Regions from separate parts of the Zea mays genome. Here all the other regions are linked to region 1. Evidence: chromatin contacts called from public Hi-C data. All regions are on one chromosome and are shown on one strand. The core of a region is the stretch at or near the end of the contact, and the rest is flanking DNA. Distances in the headings are between cores, read along the strand shown.

The links. A called contact is a pair of places that touch in the nucleus more often than the background predicts.
Region 2: a contact with region 1 is called in a Hi-C map of ear, with 2.1 times the contacts expected there. The contact joins the promoter of LOC100382470 here to the promoter of LOC100192973 in region 1. A contact is called at or near these places in 6 of 25 Hi-C or Micro-C datasets (bundle sheath, ear, leaf and 1 more).
Region 3: a contact with region 1 is called in a Hi-C map of ear, with 2.1 times the contacts expected there. The contact joins the enhancer-like site here to the promoter of LOC100192973 in region 1. A contact is called at or near these places in 6 of 25 Hi-C or Micro-C datasets (ear, endosperm, leaf and 1 more).

What each region holds. Positions count from the first base shown.
Region 1 is chr8:97,723,781-97,728,941 of Zm-B73-REFERENCE-NAM-5.0, reverse strand. LOC100192973 reads right to left here and starts at 2,504. Exons shown (of 6, transcript NM_001138147.1): 1 at 2,231-2,504; 2 at 1,894-1,972; 3 at 1,581-1,741; 4 at 1,446-1,497; 5 at 1,314-1,365. The coding sequence starts at 2,332. The coding sequence ends at 1,349.
Region 2 is chr8:97,509,866-97,515,026 of Zm-B73-REFERENCE-NAM-5.0, reverse strand. It overlaps LOC100382470, which reads left to right and starts at 2,204. Exons shown (of 4, transcript NM_001175210.1): 1 at 2,204-3,305; 2 at 4,159-4,529. The coding sequence starts at 2,658.
Region 3 is chr8:97,555,485-97,560,645 of Zm-B73-REFERENCE-NAM-5.0, reverse strand. No RefSeq gene overlaps it. Among protein-coding and RNA genes, the nearest start is that of LOC100382470, 45 kb to the right of the region's middle. Within about 2 kb of position 2,220, at least 17 of the 20 cell types and tissues checked have an H3K27ac peak or open chromatin away from gene starts, as enhancers often do. A contact at or near this core is called in ear, endosperm, leaf and 1 more, where this site is marked.

The DNA.
Region 1 (5,161 bases), core at 1,255-3,754:
TAGGTAATGTATGCGCTCTTCACATACGCTACAATATTCCGCTATACTTTAGTCTTTCCATTTTCTAGCAATGAAACATCTGATAAACTGTGCTACTTCAAAGGCTTTGGGCACTAACCATCGTCACAATCTCATATCATCATCACGACAAGGTAAAATGGCATAACATCGCATTATGACTTCTTATTAGAATCAATACCACTGGCACTAAGTGGTTTAAGAAAATTTTAATTTGTTCTGGAAAAAAAGGAAGTTCAAACTCTACTCTGCTACCGTTTTTCTTAAGTGCCACTTGCCAGCGTCTTAATTACAAGCTAACATTTGCGAGACCTGGTTAGAACAATAATCCACCAAGCTCTGCAGTTAACTTCAAGCATCACAAAGCACAAAAAAGTATGTTTGCCTCTCCAAAGCTAGTGGGCTGTACGAGATGGTATACTTTAGGCCAGGAGATAAAGACTGATGGTGATTTACCCTGTTCTAAGCTGCTAAGATAAACTTTCTACTAGTTAAAGCTTACACTTCATAAGAGATTCATAGTTTTATCTTACAGCCATCGTTGTCAACCTCAACTACCATGCAATCCGTTTGGGATTCAACTAGCAAGTAAGGGGATGTTTGTTTGGGTTTATAATCTGTCTGGATTATATAATCTAACAACTTTTGAACTAACACTTAGTTCAAGAATTGTTGGATTATATAATCTAGGCAGATTATAATCCCAAACAAACACTTCCTAAGTCTTGTACAGGCTATAGAGATTATTTTTCCAGAATGGAGGAGGGATAATGACAAGACCTAAAAGAAAGTTATGTTTATGGAAAACAAAAAAATGGAGCCAGGATAATGACACAAAAGAAAGGTATGTTTTCTGGAATAAAAAAAATTAAATATATATTTTGAACTTCCTAAGACTGGAACATGATACCTAAGCTGGACAGATGATCAAGGACAGTTTTACCCCTGGAGACAGAAAAACTTATAAGACTTAGCTTTCTACATCATATCCTGTTTTGTATGTCTCATAATTAGGTTCCTTGTATTAAGACGACCAACCTATCATTTGTTATACAAAATTCGAACGACTGCTGAAGTCTCGAAGTATATAGTCTAGGCTGATTAAAATGTAAGTATGGGTTAAAGTGCTGCTGGTAACAAACTAAATACAACTGTATGATGTTGTTGACAACAAGACATAACTCAAAATGGGAGCACCAACAAAGTGACTGGCACCGGTGATGCAAGCATAACCTAAACACAACTAATGGAAAACGCGAATTGGAAACTATGAAAGTGTCCCATATATGGTATACCTTGTTCACAAAAGGGAGAGGTCCCAGCAGATTATTCAGTAATAAAGTGAACCTGAAAGTGAAGTCTAGCAAGTCAGTGTATGAGCGTCCATGTATATACTGAAGATAATACACAAATTGATGCAATGATACCTTGCCACCAATCACCTCTGGTAGCAGAGCCATCCGGGTTGTCCCCCTTGTACTGGATTTAAAATTCAAAATAAACATTAGACTTAAGCGCTCCAAATGATCTGTACTACGTATATATAAAAAGGTTCTACGTACATCCGTATGGGGTTCATTGGCTGGTTGCTTCCGTAAAACGCTGCTGTAGAACTCCCGACCACCGTAATGCACGGATGAGCCAAAGTAAGGAGATTCTGATGGCTCATTTGGATGAGCATGTTTGCCATCCTTGTAAGTAGGGCGGCTGTGGGATTTGCCATCTGAGCACGAATTTAAACTTCCATAGTTAAAATCAGTGCTCCAGATTAATTCTAAGCTAAGATGGTGAGAAAAGGTTTTAAGTATCGTTGTGCTTATGAACGCGACCTAAATCGAAGAGAAACGTCAAATTGACAAGAGTACCCAGAACTACCTCTGCCATTCTGCCCTCTGGAGCTCTGCTTGTTCAGCATCGTGTACAAGTCCGCATGCTTTGCGTCACTTGCGCTTCCCTTGAATGCAAAACAAAGTCAAAATGTCAACGTCATATCCAAATAGATTTTGCATAATCCTATAGGTCCTCTATTATCAAAATCACCCCTCATCAGAATTAAATTGGGAAACCGTTGAAGTCCCTCCACAAATCGCAACATAGTAACGGACTCTTTCATCAAATCGCACCAGCTCACTAATCATGCAAAAAAATTACTAAGACCCCAGGAATCTGAGAGCAAAATATCAGAACGATGGCGTGAAGAGACGGCCCGTACCGCAGTCGGCGCGGAGAAGACGGTGCTGAAGTACCCGTTACCCGGCGGCGGCGGCGCGGCTCCGACGGCGGCGGGGGCCGACGGCTTCTTCTTCGCCTCCATATGCAGAGCCGTTTTCTGCGTCTGCGGCTTCGGGAGAAGGGCCTAGACTCTCGAGAGGATGGACCGTGAACACTTGACTTGAGGCGGAAAAGGATGGGGGCACGTGAAGTGTTAGTTGTAGGCGGCGGCGGCCGGCGGGGAAGGAAGCAGTTGGTTGTTCGCCTCGTGGCGTCCTGCTTCGGCCAACATCTGTGCCGGCATTTAAAGGCCTCGACGGAGCGACTCGGTTTCGCTATTTCGGAGATCTTAAGGGGCTGAATGGAGAAAATTGTGTTTAGCTTTCATCCACATCCATCCAACCTGCAGTGAGACTTGCAGAGTGCAGACTCCCGTATTACAGGGACGGTCCTGAATAAGTTAGTAGTTTTATTTCAGAGATTCAACGATGTTAGTATACGAATTATTTAGACACGTTTGGAATCATCCAGTTTTTTAGCAATCTGATTTATAAAAAGTCAAGTGCTTCCAAACATATCAGATTATGCTTCGGTTCTTAAAAATCGGACTGCCTCTTCCATAACTAAAATTAGTTTTTAACTTGGTAGAAATTAGTGATTGTAACCGCTCTTAGGTCTATGCATGTGATTCCCTCGATGTCTTTATCCCATTTGAATATTTAATTATTATTTAAAAATTTTAGATTAAAAATATTAATTCAATCTATATTTAAAATTGGCAACAAAGAAAAACAAAGAGAATAATAGAATCAATTACTTTTGAAATAGAGTAAGGATTGAATTGTCTTTGTGTATAACAAAGCTAGAAGTTGGTTTCCAAGAAACTAGCCTCTAAACACGCACACCTATTTTTTTTATAAACCAGTTTCTAGCAACTGATGACGGAAACCAGTTTCTTAGAAATTGTGGTGGTTCCAAAGAGACCCTTAATCATCGATAAAATATAAATACATAAAGAGAAATTATTTATAAGAAAACCACTACAACATTTCTTCCAAACTATTGTTTAGTTTGATTTCGTAGTGAGCTAAATTTTTCTAAGGATCTATGTAAAAGGCGTTTTGGACTACTCAACTCCAAGAAATTCAGCTCCACTCTACTCTACGAACTCTATCTTTTAGCAGCTCCACCATGGAGTTGGAATAGAAAAAATGTTTGGCTTAACATCTTATTCTAGTTCAGTGAATGATAGATTTTAGGGTAAATGTCTATTATATCCTTGTTTTAAACGATCCACATGTAGGTGATCCAACTCCACTGTTTCTCGCTCCCATCCCCACTAACTCGGTCACCTCTCTTGATGGAATGATGTGAGGCATGAGGCGACTGTCTCCATCCTCGCTGGTGCAACCCCAAACGTTGACGCAAACCGATGTGCAGTTGCGGTGAGCCCATCGGCCGACGTTGAGGAGGAGCGATGTTGGCAAGCCACCTGCCGATGTGGAGGAGGCATGCCGGGGGAGTCGCTCATCGGCGCGGAAGAGGAGGCACGACGAGGAGAACCACCCGACTATCCACGAGGTCTTGGGTGGCAATACGAGTAATTACCCCCACAATTCTATGAGGAGGTACAAAACAATGATTTCCGAAGCACCTATTTGAAGCTTCACAAAAAACTTGGAGTTGGGGGCCTAGATCCGAATTTTTTATGGAGCCGGAGTTGATTGAACAGGAGGTGTTTGGTTGGAAGGAGTTATATTGAAGCTAGATTTTTTGGAGTGGAGCATTCCCAAACACTACCTTAATAGAGATCCATCAGCTCCAAATCCAATTAAATCCACCTAGATGTACCACGAATCAACTTTATCGTGGATATAGATTTTGTTCAAACATTTGATATAGATCTGTAGGAAACGGGTGACACCTAAGAGGGGGGGGTGAATTAGGACTTCTAAAACTTTCTCTAAACTAGGCCACAATTAAATCCCTAGAGCAAAACCTATGCAAATAGACAAACTAGAATGAGCAACTAGGTTTTGTCTAAGTGTTGCTATCTCTACCGCAAAGGCTAAGTTTCAATCTACACTAGATAAGTATGAATACACGATTGAAACTTAAATGCTTAATGTAAATGCGGAAACTTAAAGAGCAAAGTAGAGAAGCAAACTCTCGTGGATGACGCCGGTATTTTTACCGAGGTATCCGGAACCACGCAAGGTCCCGACTAATCCTCGTTGGTGCCCCTACGCAAAGGGAAGCCCACGCGAGGGCCAAGCACCTTCGGTCGAGTAACTCCGTAGAGAGCCGCGGGCCTTCTCCACACGCAAGTGGTGCTCCGCTTCCGGCTCCTCTCAGACGCTCCCCGCCGTCTCCACTATCGAGCTTCCGGCCGAAACGCCGCGGGCCTCGTTCCCTCCGGTACACGGTGGCGGCCGTGACACAAACACGGTTGTCACGGTCTCGCAAGACTCTCGCCCCACTCGGTACAATTACAACGACTCACGCAAGAGCCGAGGGGTTGTGTGGTTTGTCTAAACTCACTCAACTAACTAGGGTTCACCTAGAGCAAGCGCTAGAGCGGTCTAACTAACTTAAGCACTTCGCAAAGCACCTACGCTAATCACCGAGTGATTCTATTAAGCACTTGGGTGTTTGAGCTCTTGGAAATATGCACTATGTGCCTTGGTATGTTGCTTGGGCTCTCACACACAAGAATGGCCGGTTGGGGTGGTATTTATAGCCTCCACACCCCAAACTAGCCGTTGGACAGAAAGCAGCAGCTTTCTGTCGTCGGGTGCACCGGACAGTCCGGTGCACCACCGGACACTGCACTGTAGCATGTCCGGTGCGCCTATCCGTTGCTCTGACAGAGCAGTCGACCGTTGGGCGCGCAGGCTTTTCACACCGGACATGTCCGGTGTGCCACCGGACA
Region 2 (5,161 bases), core at 955-3,454, 210 kb after region 1:
ATAATGTTGCAGGCTGAAGTAATAAGCACTTCCTAATGTATCTAATCTGCTATTTAAAATATATTTCTATTTATATTTTTCCTATGGCCAAAATTTCCCTTTGTGGACCTCCTTCGGCAAGACCATCATCTTAGTCTCGACGAAGATTTGGTGCCAACATTATCGTGACCATATGTATCATTTAATAACACCAGAGGAATCCCAGCCTAATGAGGACTATGACTACACCAAGGAACTCAGAGACAACCTGATCAAATGTGTCACATCCCACCCACCCTCTTAGAATCCCATTAGGTATGCAATATATTGCTAGCGCTTTGATTTCTAAAGTTATTATTATGTTAGGGTGCATAGTATAAAATGTTTGAGCATATGTCGTGTTGTAACCCTACTCCTGCATACCTGCTATTTGGATAGATGCTCACTTTACATACACTTGTTATTTACTTGTACTACTATGTGTGATAAATGATGATGTGATGCATAGTGTGGACATGTTTGTGTGTGGACTAGCACATGTGTCACTTCTATATCGTGCATACCACGGATGAGAGATTCTAGCATATGTCTTAGGTGTCTGGTGAGGGTCGAGTCGACCAGATAGGATGTTATGATGAGTATTGAACAAGTCTTATCAATGGATTTTGACGCGAGGCTCTCTAAGAGGTACCTGTGGTAGGTACATGTGAGTTGAGTAGTTCTAGAGGGTGAGATTCACTAGGATGTGTCCTCGTGAAGGTGATGTCATCAAGAGAACGAGAGGTAGAGCTTCCCTCTTGATGAGATTTAGTATCCGATTCTTCTAAGCACTAAGCCAGAGAACTGGTCCATAGGAACCCTTCATACACACCACTCGCTTTAAAATAGGGGGGCATATGTGATCTTCTAGCTAGGGGTGATGCCACCACTACATAAGATATAAGTGATAGTGTAGGGATGTAACTATGTAAGGGTGTATCCTCTAATCCTCTTAAACCATGTAATGACCACTAGGAATACTTCATTTCGCAGTCTCAGCATGTCGGTGGTACTCTAGGGTGACTTGGTGATGAATTGTAGGTGGTATCATTCTGGTTAGATAATAGCCTAATATCAACCTAGACAGAGGCCACCGTCGATGATGGTAATGTTGTGGCTATAGGTGTACATTCTCTATAGAGTTGATCGATCTATAAGCATAGGTCTGACCAAGGTTAATGAAGATTCCTATATGTTTCTCACTTGAGCATGACTAGAGAGTTTTGTGTTCTTTTTCTCTTCCTCGTGTTTGGATAAGGATCAAACCTGAGAGTATTGAGATAAGGATGAGAGGGAGTTGTCTTTGTTGACTAGAGAGTGTAGTGATGAGATGTGAGAGTGTGGTGTGTTTAGATATGAGATGATATGGATAGGTGGATGGATGTGATGATACTATGTGGATATTTACAAATAGACCATGAGACATGCATAGTAAGCCTACCGTCACATGATTTGTGTGGAGCGTGAGGAAGAAAGAAGATGAGAGGCACTAAAAAGTTAAGGTTTAGACTCTCTCCAACAAAAATATGTACAACATCTTGTACCCTATATTTAGTGGAGATTTCCTTTTTTATCACTACATCAGCGTTCTCTAATTGATACTCTAAATATAGATGATTTTCATCTGTTCTCTCTATATAGAGATTCTATATCCTTTCTTCTATCTATTTTAATACTTTAAACAACATATTTATCAAAACTAAATTATGTACAAAATATTTGTGAGTATAACAAATATATATGTATAAAAATTTAAAATAACATATGTCTCTAATATAGTTATTTTTTATATAGAGAGGATGGGATATAAAGAATGCTGCTGAAGATGAAGATAAAAGAGAAATAAATTTTTAGGACTTATTCGGTTGGGGTAGATTGAGGGTGATTAATAGAAAGAGGTTTAATCCCCTTAATTTTTTCTAATCCTTACACAACCGAACATAGGGATATAAATGATGAATACAGAGACGGCTTTGGAGGAGTGAAGGCCTTGCCAAATGCCAAGCCAATAACTATCATCAGGCCATACCTGGCACTGTAGGGCCTGAGGCTGGGCTGTGTGCTTGGGATATACAGTACCTGACCCTGGCCAGGGTCTCCACCGCACGCCCCCGTCCTACCTCGCGCCCTCTCCTCGCACCACAATCACACGAGCAGACAGTCACCAACTCCTTTCTGTCTTTCGCTTTCACTGCTCACCATTTCGCGTCCTTGCCTCGCCATCTCGCCGTCGCGGGCGCCTGTTTTTCGCCTCCCTCCCCCCATCTGCCAGACTGCCACGCACCTTTGCACAAAGAAAGGCGCCCCGAGGTACAGTACAGGTAGAGGTAGAGCCGACAGCCGAGCGAGCCCGGGAGCCGAACACCTCCACCAGCAGCAAAAGCACCACCACCACCAGAACCGAGCGCACAAAAGCGCGCGGCCGGGACGCGGGAGAAAGCAACGGGCAGCCTGTACTGCCGGCTGCTGCAGCTACCCTTTCAGTCCCAATTCCAGCCCCCGGCCAGGCGCTCGCAAAGTGCGGGAGCCGCCCTCTTCGCTCGTGGGCTCTCTCTCTCTCTCTCCGCGTTCTCGCTCCAGGTCGTGTACGATCCGCCAGTACGTACGGGCCCCGGCGGCGCTCGTGCGCGGGCGACAACATGTCCTCGGCGGCGGGCGGTGGATACGGGGCCGGCGGCGCGGAGCATCAGCACCTGTTGCTGGGGCAGGCCGCGGGCGCGGGGCAGCTCTACCACGTGCCGCAGCACAGCCGCCGCGAGAAGCTGCGGTTCCCGCCCGACGACGCGGCCGACTCGCCCCCGCCCACTGCCTGGCCGGCGCCCCCACCCTTCTACTCCTACGCTTCCTCGTCGACATCGTCCTACTACTCGCCGCATAGCCCCACGCTGGCGCACGCGCAGCTAGTAGCACACGCGCTACCTGCGGGCGCCGGGGTCCAGATCCCGAGCCAGAACTTCGCGCTCTCGCTCTCTTCGGCGCCCTCGAACCCTCCGCCCGCGCCGCGGAGGCAGCTCGCCGCGGGGGTAGCCACGGGGCCGTACGGCCCGTTCACGGGCTACGCGGCCGTCCTCGGGCGGTCCAGGTTCCTGGGCCCCGCGCAGAAGCTGCTCGAAGAGATCTGTAACGTCGGCGGACGGCCCCCGCACCTGGACCCTCTCTCCGACGAGGGTATGTTCGGCATGGAGCATGGCATGGGCGGCGTTGACCGCGCTACCGCTGAGGCGGTCGCTGTCTCCGGCGCCGAGCAGCAGTGGAGGAAGACCAGGCTCATCTCCCTCATGGAGGACGTGAGCTTCTTGATCCTTCATTGAAAAATACGTCTTTTCTCTGCTTTTGTTTCTTGTCGCAATTATTTCTTCTTCGCCGAGAAGAATCTAACGAATACCTCATGGTCACGTCATGGAGCCTACATCCTGTTCGAATCTTTATCTGCTGTTCTGGCACAGCTTATTTCTTGTGCTTGTGATTTGATGAGAGTAGATATGGATTGCAAATCGAGCTCTTTCGGATATGTTTCTTTGGTTATTTATATGCATCAAATCATTGTTTTGCACTGTTGGTGTTGAGAGGTTTGCATACCTTTTCATTTTTTACCTTGCGACAACTAGAAAAACTTCTTCATGAACAGAATTGTCCAGCAGTTCAAAATATGGATGTTGGAATATCAAAATATATCAGGTCTCTCTAGTTTTATCCCGTAGAAATTTTCAAAGTTGCTACTCGATAAGATTCCTGGAGTTTTTGTCTTCTTTCTGAAGGATGCCATATGCATCAGTGAAAACCTGCAGAAAGATTCTGCTTATCTGGTCGCCACTCTTTTGTTAAAATAATTCTATTGTTCATGGTTGTAATTTTTGCCAGGCAGAGTAGAATAGTGACTCGGTTATCGAATATCGTTCATTTTTTGAACTAAACGGTGACAAATAAAAAAGAAAGGAGGGACTACGTGCTAGCATCCTGACTCCTTAAACATACATGAATTGGTGCAGTCTCGTCTCTCGGCAGGAAAATAAAATCTGGCTATGTCCTATGCTGAACTTACTGAGTTTATTGGCTCCACTAAGTAGTTATAGCTATTAGTTAAGTACTGAATTTTGGGTGTGTTCTACCTTTAAACTCAGAAGTGTATGAATCTTGCAGGTTTGCAGGCGATACAAACAATACTACCAGCAGCTGCAATCTGTGATCTCCTCGTTTGAGACGGTTTCGGGGCTGAGCAACGCCGTCCCCTTTGCTTCCATGGCTCTTCGGACAATGTCTAAGCATTTCAAGTTCCTGAAGGGGATGATAATGAGCCAATTACGGAACACAAGCAAGGTCGCTGCCAGTGATGGTATTGGCAAGGATGATATGGCGAACTTTGCGCTTATGGGTGGTGGAGCAGACCACCTGAGGGGAAACAGCGTGAACACGTTCAGCCAGGCTCACAACATTTGGAGGCCTCAAAGAGGGCTTCCTGAGCGTGCAGTGTCTGTTCTTCGCTCATGGCTGTTCGAGCACTTCCTACATCCGTAAGTATATGAATGTCATATCTTCTTATCTTGTTGTCTTTAAAGTTTTTTTTAACAAATGGTGTTTTAATTAAAAAAATAGAAGTTTCATGCACAAAAAAAAGCAGGCACACCATGTATGTGCAGATGTGCCCACGAAATAGGACACGCTAACCCACCCACGCACACGGCAAAGCTCAAAACTACCATGAGTCATCGTTGCCGAGCGTCTCAAAACTACCATGAGTCATCGTTGCCGAGCGTAGTTACAGAGAAGCCACCATCTACGACTTCCTATGGTAGAGACTAGATGACCGACGCTACGAAGCTAGGCAGACGCGCTAGAAACATGAGGCCGCTATAAAAACTTGACCACCCTTGCTCGTTGTATTAAGAACTTCTCACATAGGTCAAGAAAACTCCTCAACCTTTATCCCACACATACATAGGCTCCGTAGCCATGTGAGAACGGCTGCGATCGGAGCTTGGTCTTAGACCTATGCTTTGGTATGTGATAGACGAGGTGAGTTTTTTAACCCGAGCCTGAAATTGATATGCCAAACCATGATATGTAGTCGCATGTGTACTTCTATTCGCTATTGAATTCAGGTGATGACATTTAGGGGCTTTTCATGACATGTCTTTTGTACCCA
Region 3 (5,161 bases), core at 971-3,470, 170 kb after region 1:
CCCTCATATAGGGGCAGTACAGGAGAACCGTTGGAGCATTACACTGAATGTAGGGTGGGAGGAGATGTTGTGAGTAGCTTGCATTGTATTAGGTTATTCTCAGTGTATGGCATCATACTCATTTAATACCTACCACATATAAGTGGCCCACAATTCTTATACACATCTAACATTTTATTGTCTTGTAAGAACTATCCGTGCGTTTGGTTGCCGTAGAAGTCGAGCCAGGATCACATGAGTGTCTAGCCAGTATTAGTAGAACTAGGACGAGATCATGCAGACGCTTTTGTTTGGTTGCTTGTATAGACCTGTTCAGATTAGGCACAGACTTTGTTTGGTTGGTTGCACTAAAACGTGTATTAGAGAAGGATGCACAAATAAATCTTCAAATATTACATAGCATGAATGGTCTAGTTTTTTTAAAAAAATCTCAGGAATACAAACATGAAATTAGTTTGATGATTCAATATTTTAATTAGAAGATATAATAAAAAAACACCCTAAAAAGATGTCTCGTATTCTGTGTCGTTGCATGGGGCTGGCTGCCCGCAGCCTGCATCCCGCTATACGCCTCCCACGGGCATCTCTGCGCGGCCTGGTCGAACACCCTTTTTGCATCTGCTGAGTCGGAATTCGTAGAGAAATGAACCAAACAAACCCTGCTTTGAAGATCTGCGGATACAGTTTCTCGGCTCATGCAACCAACTAATCATACAGTATAAAACAATACATGATATTACATATTAGGACAAATATATCTTCTAAAGTAACACATGATGTGGCAACTTTAGATGTCGTGACAAGAACCAATAGATTGGGAATAATCTTAGAGCAACTCCAAGAGACTATATTTATCCTGTTTAAAATGGAATGAGATTTTTTTTGGTAAAAAACCCAACAATTTATTTAAATGGTTATCCAAACATAGCCATATTCTATTCCAGGTTTCTCGCTAGCTAAACATAAAAAAAATGTGAATGGATTTTAGAGTGCAAACAAGATATAGAAATAGTGTTGGAGATCAGAAAGATATATAAAGTGTTTTTATGGAAATGACTCTCTAAATAATAATTTAGAGAGTGAAATTTAGAAAGAACGATGGAGATGCTCTATGTCGGTTGGCCTTTAGTACACGTTTTCTTTATCTGAAAATAAATAACGATTTTAACTTAGATATTACGTTTGGTTATTTTTTATTTAGTTTTACTATATTTAAAATAAATATAATAAAGTACTACTAAAGTACCTTTAATGATAAAATAAGTTATAACAAAATAAAGAATATTTATAAAAAAACAAATCGTTGAATAAGATGTTTAAAAATAAAGAACGTTATGTGTTTTGGAACGGACGGAGTGCACCAGCGAAGTACTGTATAATCTGTATTGCAATATTTTGCGTCGTGGCGACCGTATCTCTCTCGAGCGTATGGCCGTAAGACTGTGTTCAGCGGTTACCCCTAAATTTCTCCCCCTATATCTCATTCACGTGCCACGTCAGCGTTTTTCCCCCTATATCTCCATCATGTATAGCGGTTCCCCCTAAATTCTTCCCCTATACCCCACTACAACCATAAAATATCATTTTCTATACCTACTTTTCACCTTCTACCAATTTTTCATCAACTAATAATTAACCGTGGGCCCACAGCACAGTATATAGGGGAGGAAAGGAGAGCACGCTGTATTTGGGGGAGAGAGAAAATAGTAGCGCTAGCCGCTACCGTAGGGGATGAGATAGAGTTAACCGTTGAAGGTTTTAGCGTGCTCCTGTAGCCGCTACCGTAGGGGAGGGGGGCTTCGGCGGGATGCGTTGAACACAGTCTAACAGTCTAAGGCCTTGTTCGTTTCTACCGGATTGGTGGGTCGCAACGATTCCGAACCGGATTGCTTCTCTAATTTATATAAACTTTGATTAGGTGCAACGATTTCGGGTACAATCAAATACAAACGAACAAGACCTAAGCCGGTAGCCTTGTCCCCCATCGGTACGTGACACGCGTCCCGTCCCGTCACGGGACCGCGACTGACACCCCTCGACGTGACGACCGTATCCCCGGGAATCTACGTGACAATCCTCGCCTCTCGCTGTTCTGTACCGTTCCCTCTGGAGAAGGGACAGCGAAATTGTCCCACATGTCATCGACAATAATCTCGGACCCAGAGAGGTCCCGTGCGTAGCGTAATGTTACGTCGCGTGGGTAACTCGGTGGTGGGACCCACAGGAATGCCGATTGTTTATATGGGGCCACCGGGCCATGGAGGGTCCAGTTATCAATGGGCTAGCTGGGATCGTTCGCGCACTCATGCACATGCACCCCCATCCTGTTGGTTCACATGCGTGCGCTTGCCAACGGGAAAATTTGCTTGTTTAGACACGTATACTCTATACGTACTATATTGCAGTTCTTCGATCACTACATATAACTAATTGATAGTAAGCTGGCTAAATACTGGCGTGGAAGAAAGAAAGAATGATAGAGAAGACAAGCGAGTTACAAACTATCAACCAGCTTATACATGGAGACCAAATTTTTTTGGAAGAGAGAGAAATGTTCTATATATTAAATGTAAAGGGCTCACCATTATACATATAGGCTATTAGATAGACTGCAAAGGCCTTTATAGGCAACAATTGACTATATTATTAAAGGGGTGTTTGTTTGGACTATAAACTATCCAGAATGTATAATCTCGCTTATTTCGAACTAAGTGTTAGTTTAAAATAAATGAGATTATATAATGTAGGAAGATTGTAATCCAAACAAACACCCCCCCTAAACTTGATCTAAGAAACTCATTTATATAACCCAATGTATCTAAGTATTGTATCTTACTCACTAGAACTCCTCAAGGCACGACTCATTTATATGAGTTGTATAGGTGGAATCGTATTTTAGGCTTAGAGAACTGTGCTAGAGACATTCATTCACCAAGATACGTCTCTTGTATTTTTTACACTTAAGCTACTTGACATTTATGTGGGTTATGCATGACCTTGGTCAGGTTAGTTACTATATATTTCATAATTAGAGTATTAATTAGATAAGAATGATGATATAACATTATAATTAAGAGCTGGAAAAAATATTTATATGCTTTAGCAACATAAGCTATCTTATTGGGATATACCATTTACATGTGTAGTGCTTATACTATGCTTTATACTAGCAAGTATAGAAACTATCACATAACTTCTGGGCTAGGCCTATCCTTAGAACTGTGCTAAGCGTCAAGAGTACATCTGATTTACCCCGTTAATAATGAGGTAATTGCAATGCTTTCTTTGTCCCCTCGACAAATTGATTTGAGCTATGATTAGTAAATATAAATATATCAATACGTTGTAATAGATCGTACAATTTAGGGGCAATTGTAATTATACTCTTCTTCGTCATTGCAATTGCAATTTTAGCTCTCGTTTTTCAACTTTGTGATTTTACCCCTATGTTTTGAAAACGAAGCTACAATTTGTCCCTCCTTCTTAACATCGTTAATAAAAATCAGAATTAGTGATTAAAACAATAAAAATAAGGGGTAAAATCAAAATTGAAGGCGAGAGAAGAGCATAATTACAATTAACCCTAAAAATAATGTAGCAATTTTTAGGATTAATTGTTACTCAAAACCCTTATCCAACCTTGCAATTATGATTTTACCTCTCATTTTTATTTTTTAATCACTAATTCTGATTTTTACTAATGGTGTTAAGGGGAGGGGCAAACGACGACTTCATTTTCAAAACAGAGGGGTGAAATCATAAAGTTGAAAAACGTGGGGTAAAATTACAATTGCAAGGTCAGAAAATAGTATAATCACAATTACCTCTACAATTTATTGCATTGTCATCCGGACAACTCGAGGCTTAATGATTTCTTCAAAGGTTATGCCACGTATTTTAATTTATCTTATAATCTCATTTGGTGTTATGTCTAAACATGTATATGTATTGCTCTAAATTAAACTCGTACGAGCACTAAAAAGCCACACCATATTTGAGTTGACTTGTTGTAGCTTTGTCCGAGTTCCACTAGGTTACCTTTGTAGCACTCACGGTCAAGGGGGTGTGATTTTATCAAATAAAATTAAATGCATGTAGCCCAAGTGCTGAATTTGCTTTTTAACTGATCAACCTGAGAGAACTTTTTTGTGCAATGCACTTGTATCTAATATTCTGCAAAGGGAGAAACAAAGTGATAAGATGAATGAGATGTTATTGGGTCTAGTGATTTTGTCTTTTTATTTAGTGTGTGGGTCAACAACATACATCTCCAATGATAAGATGAATGATGCAGTACAGCAATGTTTAAACATATCGTTAAAGAGACTTTTTCAGAATGTTATCAAAATTCAATGCAGAAACTTTATCATGCCCTAGAATTTTGGATTCTAATAATAGTCTATCAGTGTGATGACTTGGTTACTCATTTCAAGGAACACCCGAAATAACAGTGACATTATAAAATAAAAAAAGAAAAAAAAGACACGCTTAGAGGTTGTTTAAATGCACTAGAGCTAATATTTAATGGCTAAAATTAGTTGAGACATCCAAACACACTAGCTAATAGTTCAACTATTAGCTAATTTTGGTAAATTAGTTGATAGTTAGGTAGCTATTTGTTAGCTAGCTAATTTCACTAACAATTTTTAGCCAACTAACTATTAGTTCTAGTGCATTCAAACACCCCTTTAGTGTGAAGATGACAACAATAAGCCTGATAGTAATAAAAATGAGAGATACATTCCCTATAATGCCGTACCTATGTTCATTTCTGATAAATACAGTTAACCAGTAGCAGTCTTTTTTTATCTAAACTTCTTGCGTAATTACTTGGCTTGGCTTTGAGGTTTAAGTAAATAACTATTGATGATTTAGATAGTTACTTGACACACATTTCAGATGATAAGTGAACTAAACAGAACGCTGTCGACATGCACATTTTATCAAACACCACAACTGCAGTGCAACAATTAGAAAAGAGGACAAAGAATATGGAACCAGCAAGAACTGTCATCATTGTTTTGCTTTTGCACACCCGGCTTGACGAGGTGGAGTTGTTGCAGCTACAGGCAACGATTGTGACTTGGTGTTGATTGCTATCACAACAGTTGATTGCTAGTAGCGGCAGGTGAGCATCCCCACGACGGCGGCGGTATAAGGA